2 separate regions of the Mus musculus genome follow, and region 2 is linked to region 1. A link is a contact called in public Hi-C data. All regions are on one chromosome and are shown on one strand. Each heading gives the region's core, a stretch centred on a gene start, on an enhancer-like site or on the middle of the called end of the contact. The rest is flanking DNA. Distances are from core to core; before and after follow the strand shown.

Evidence for each region. Hi-C and Micro-C count contacts between places; a contact is called where the count stands out from the background.
Region 2: a contact with region 1 is called in a Hi-C map of Th2 cells, with 5 times the contacts expected there. The contact joins two enhancer-like sites. A contact is called at or near these places in 1 of 39 promoter capture datasets (the C10 cell line), 3 of 484 Hi-C or Micro-C datasets (the N1E-115 cell line, Th2 cells and nephron progenitors) and 1 of 9 other capture datasets (embryonic stem cells).

What each region holds. Positions count from the first base shown.
Region 1 is chr1:182,107,370-182,110,212 of GRCm38.p6, forward strand. All of the region lies in intron 3 of Gm39719 (a long non-coding RNA gene), which reads left to right. Gm33725 (a long non-coding RNA gene) reads right to left here. Exons shown (of 3, transcript XR_373761.4): 3 at 1,836-2,545. Among named protein-coding and RNA genes, the nearest start is that of Gm39719, 12 kb to the left of the region's middle. Within about 2 kb of position 1,257, at least 102 of the 459 cell types and tissues checked have an H3K27ac peak or open chromatin away from gene starts, as enhancers often do. A contact at or near this core is called in Th2 cells, where this site is marked.
Region 2 is chr1:182,538,180-182,541,010 of GRCm38.p6, forward strand. No RefSeq gene overlaps it. Among named protein-coding and RNA genes, the nearest start is that of Gm46248, 21 kb to the right of the region's middle. Within about 2 kb of position 1,337, at least 186 of the 459 cell types and tissues checked have an H3K27ac peak or open chromatin away from gene starts, as enhancers often do. A contact at or near this core is called in Th2 cells, where this site is marked.

The sequences.
Region 1 (2,843 bases), core at 7-2,506:
AGACATGGGACCTACTTTATTCTGTAGCTCAGGCCGCTGCTTACAAAGCAAGTGACTTCTGCTCCAGGCCTATCTCTCCGACACCTTCCTTGGAGAACAGCCATCCTTCTAGAGAAGTCTGTCTGTAGCCGGTAACCCCAGCAACTCACTCCACCAGCACTTCCCTGGGGTTAGTGGGGGCTCACAAAGGAAGCTCCGCTTATTCCTCGGGGAGGAGAGAACAGAGAAACCAGGTTAGGGCTGATTAGATTCGAGATGACTTGGGGGATACGCTAAGGTCTTAATTCTTCTGTCTTGTCCTTAAAATTAAGAAAACAAACACTCCTTCCCCCATGCGCACAGATACGTGCATGTGTGTGAATGTTTCTGTGTGTCTGTGTGTTTGTCTATGTGTGTTCTGTGACTCCCTTTACCCAGAGCAAAGCGTTTCGGGTGTCTCCTGATACTGCTTAACATGGCAAAAGACCCCAAATCACTGGAATTAATGGGAAGACTGGAGCAGCCCTGGATAAGACACCAGTGAGGTAATGTCTGCTTTTTATTAAATATCCCAAACAGATTACTCACTCCTGCTAGATAAGGAGTAAAGACCCTGCCATGTTTTAAACACAAACCCTGCTACAAACAAGGTCCCTATACTGGGGACCCACCATGGTATCTGAACTGGTGGCTTGATTGAGCAAATGCTGGCCAGAGAGGAAGACCCGTTAGTTCTGTGATCTTTGCAAACTCCTTTTCACACATGTTGTGAGTCTGGGATTCTTGAATGACATAAGGTCCCCAAGAAGACCCATGGAAAAGTTCCTTTTTTGTGTCCCCGCCAAGTCTATAGGGCTCTGCTTGGCAACTCCTGTCCTCTGGGCTTTCCCTTTTTGTGCCTGGAGCAATTTCTCCCATTAAAGGCATCTTACAAGTTGCAAAGAGTTCCTTTGATGTTGGATCCTCACAAAAGCCTGGTAAAATAAACTGAGAACACTGAGCAAGCTTACAGTGGCTCAGGCTCAGGCTCAGGCTCAGGCCAGGACTTAGGCAACATGCAGATCCGGAAGCTCAGGGGTGTTTTACAACCACTGAGGGGACTGGAGGAAGGTTTGGAGGAGCTGGAGAAACAACCGAAGAACCAGCAGACTCTTCCGTAGAGAGATGTAGAGCATCGGGACCGTCAAGAGCTTCGCTGCCCCCATACCCTCCCTGGCTCTGTGGTAGGGCTCCGGAAGCTACATTTCACAACTTCCTGGCAGATCTCCTGGAAGTGGTGTCAGGCTCTCTCTCATAGTCATCAGTCTCTGGAACAGACCCCAGTGCCTCTGCTTGCCCTGGGTAGACTCCTCCTTCTGCTTGCTGGCTTTCATGTCTGTTGCAAGCCTTTCACCCCAAGCTCCTCACCCCTTGTCAGAGTCTTTAGGAAAGGGCTCATGCAAGGGCACAAACGTCAAGGTGATTTTCCCCTCCTTGCTCAGTTCGGCTAGACGCTCAGGCTGTGTTCTGGGTTAGCCTTGCAGAGGGCTAATAGCCTGCTGTACAGATGGGACATGGTTCTTTCTCAGAAATGCCCATGTTCCTCATTTCTGAGAGCATTATCTGCCTTCCGGGAGCTCAGCACATCTCACTGTACTTTTTCTGCTTTTGGTTTTTCCTTGTAAAGAGGCCTCTAGGCTTTACTAGAGGAAGAAACAGGGAGGCAGGGACCATTGCAAGGAGCTGCCTTCGCAGTCCCAGCAGCGATTACCCGTCAGACCAAAGTGCTTTCTCCGTTCATCTCTCAGTCGTCGGCACGACGCACCCAAGAGATGGAGAAGTCGAGATGTAATCATGAATACCTGGCAAGGCTATGATTTATAGTTTACAAATTTTTAATTTTTCAAATACATCTCACGTTCTTTCTTTCAGTTCTCACAGTAAAACTGTGTCGGGTACAAAGGAGATGTAAACACTCATTTTCTCCCCTTTCTCCCAGGGAGGCTGGGGTGGGGAAACTCCACCATCTCTACAGAGGAGCAAAGCAGGGTCATGAGTATTCAAAACCCAAGTAAATACATTGCAGCCGACCCGAGACTCAAATACAGCTTCCTGGCTATCTTCAGAATCCCAGAGTCCTGGGATGAGTATGGGGTCTCTTCCTCTTCAGTCCTTTCCCCAGTTTGTCCTGTTATGCCGCAGCGTCTCAAACGTCTCAAGTATGTCCAGTCTCATTGTTCATGGACTTGGTTCTAAGCATTTTGAATCCCTTAACTACTGTGTTCCTCATAACACACCAAGGTAGGTATCAGCATTATTGCTACTCTTCGTGAGGAGACTGAGGTGCTTGGTGCTTGGGAGCTTGGTCCAAGGGACTGTCACCTGTATGCAGCAGAGGAATCGAGCTCTGCAGGCGTGGCGGCTGGACCTAGGCCCCTTGTCACTGTACTTCCCTCCACTTATGCTTCCGTGCAAGCACCTGCTCTTCAGGCTTCAGCAAGTCCCTCGGAGGCAAGGATGCTTTTGTTTTGATCCTTCTTTGACCCTAAGCATGGCATCTGGTACAGGGTACATGATCGGTAACTATCTGCTGAAAAAAAAAAATGCAGGGGTAGCTAAGTTAGGAAGGAAGTTAGAAGAGAAAAATTCCAGCGCTGAGCTAGGGTTGGTGCTCAGTGATAGAGCATTTGCTTGGCAAGGGGGCCACAGGTCCAAGCTGCAGCACTGGAAACGAAAAACAAAGCAACATGAACAAAAAAAATCCCAGTGCCAGAGATGTAGCCCTGCTAGATGATGTAGCCATGCTAGATGATGTAACCCTGCTAGATGGTGTAGCCCTGCTAGATGATGTAACCCTGCTAGATGGTGTAGCCCTGCTAGATGGT
Region 2 (2,831 bases), core at 87-2,586, 430 kb after region 1:
TTTGGACCATTTGCTTGAAAAATTGTTTTCCAGCCTTTTACTCTGAGGTAGTGTCTGTCTTTGTCTCTGACATGTGTTTCCTGTATGCAGCAAAATGTTGGGTCCTGTTTACGTAGCCAGTCTGTTTGTCTGTCTTTTTATTGGGGAATTGAGTCCATTGATATTAAGAGATATTAAAGAAAAGTAATTATTGCTTCCTGTTATTTTTGTTGTTACAGTTGGGGTTTTGCTCTTGCAGAAGGACCATGCAGAGACTGCCCTATTCAGGGATCCGTTACATAATCAACCACCAAACGCAGACACTATTGCATATGCCAGCAAGTTTTGCCGACAGGACCCTGATGTAGCTGACTCTAGTGAGGCTATGCCAGTGCCTGACAAATATAGAAGTGGATGCTCACAGTCATCTATTGAATGGAACACATGGCTCCCAATGGAGGAGCTAGAGAAAGTACCCAAGGAGCTGAAGGGGTCTATAACCCTATAGGAGGAACAACAATATGAACTAACCAGTATCCCCTGAGCTCATGTCTCTAGCTGCATATGAAGCAGAAGATGGCCTAATCGGCCATCATTGGGAGGAGAGGCCCTTGGTCTTACAAAAATTATATGCCCCAATACAGGGGAATACCTGGGCCAGAAAGCAGGAATGGGTGGGTTGGAGAGCAGGGTTGGGGGGAGGTATAAGGGACTTTTGGGATAGCATTTGAGTTGTAAATGAAGAAAATATCTTTTTAAAAAAAAAAGTACTCAGAAGTACTCAGGAGGTTCAGGAGCCGGACCAAAGTTTGGTCACACAAAGAATCTTTGTGTAGGTGCTGGTGGAGGCCAGAGGCGAACCTTGCAGGTACACAGAGGCCAAAGAGTGTATGATGTGGTGACCTGTGACAGTGTATCAAAGGGAAGGAGCCTGTGTGATAGGTGTGGTTGGAGAGGGATCAATATAGACCCTGTCACAGGAGAGCCAAGGGCATGGAGATGCACCCCTGGGAGCAAAGCTCTGGCCAGAAGCAATCTCCTACACCCCCAGCCCAGCTGACTCCCTCTCCTGCAGACCTGGGAAGGACTTGGGTTTCTTGATGACAATGACACCCTGCATCTTCCCCACCCCCCACTCCCCACGCCAACACCCACCTCCTATTCCCTCACAATGGCACCCAGCGCTCTCATCCCAGTCACACTGACAGCTGTCAGGAGAGAACTTCTGTCTTTACTCTTGTGTGGAGCTCAGACGGTTTCTTTGAGTACAGACAACTGCAAAGTTCCCTGAGATTGCCTGAGCAAACATGAATCCTCTAAATACCCAAACCGTGCAGGGACCAGTCGGTGGTGGATGATGTCACAACCAGTCAGAAAGGACAAAATGGCGGCTGCAAAGGCCTCTTTGATGTTTCGTTGGCTCCACCGTGTGGCAAAATATAGTAATGTTATTTCAAGAAAAAAATTAAGTCAGCAGTACAGAAAAGAAATCTCTACCTAAAAGGCCTTTCCAGCATAAGCAATTAAAATTAGCAAAGTGCACTGGTGTATTTATCAATATTCAGATTTCAAAGCCCTCTGGCTGATACCAACTCCTTCACAATATGTATGTAATATCTGTCTCTGTTATTCATGCATTTACCAATTGTCCATCATAGCCGATCTATGTATGTATGTGTATGTATCTATAATCAATTTATCATCTATCTATGTGTCTGTCTATAATCTTACTATTATATATCTATAATCTATTTGTATCATCATCTATCTACAATCTATTATTCATATTTCTATCATCTATCATTATCTATGTATCTATCATCTATCATCACAATCTACTCATCTACCTAATTATCTGTCTATCTATCTATCTATCTATCATTCATCTACCATCTCTCTATCAATCAATTATAGCCTATCAATAATCTATCATTATCTATCATCTATTATATCTGTCTATAGTCTATCACAATCTACCTATTATCTATCATTTATCTATCATCTCTCACTCACTGTCTCTATCATTTATCTACCATTTATCTATCTGTTATCTCTTACACTCTTTCTATCCTCTATTATCTACCTATAATCTGTCTACCTCTACTTTTAACATGCACACAGGAATCTGCCTCTAAGAACCCTTCGTTTTGTGTTTGTCCCTGCTGGCTGAGGCTTGGGGACTGTGGTAGGCTGAGTAACAGCTTCCTGAAGATGACCACACCCTAATTTCCCAAAGCTGCACTGTGGTACTTTGTAGGGTAAAAAGGAGGCCAGGAAGTGAAGCGATGCGAGGCAGAGGCAGTCCATAAACCACAGTATGCAGTCAGTGTCTAAACACAGAGGGTGGCAAGTGCATGAACTCCTGCATGCAGGGGAGCTCTGGATGTAATCTAGTGAGGTTGACTGGGACCCTTCAGCTCTTGAGCCACTCCATTTGTCACTGCAGCCGTAAGAAAGTCATGCAGCAGGAGGGTGCCACTCCGTATGGAGCCTGGGAGGCCGAACCGTAACTACTTTCCCTATGCTTTGGGGATTGGTTCTCAGGCACATCACTCAGGACATGGCTGTGGAGCAAGTTCTCAGCAAAGGGAGTGGAAAGACGATTTCTTTGTGGGATGCTGGCGTGACCTTTGGGGTCCACTGCTACAAATAGCCGAAGATGGATGAGTCTGTCCAGTGTCTGATGTCTGGCAAGTTTAGGATCATCACTCCGGAGCCTCTGGATCCCTCTATGTCTTATTATTTTCTGTCTTAAAGGTTTCAATTTTCACATGTTAATTATACACCAGACTTTTATTATTGCATGTTCATGTGTTTTGATTGTGTGACCCCATGACTACCCTCTCTGGTCT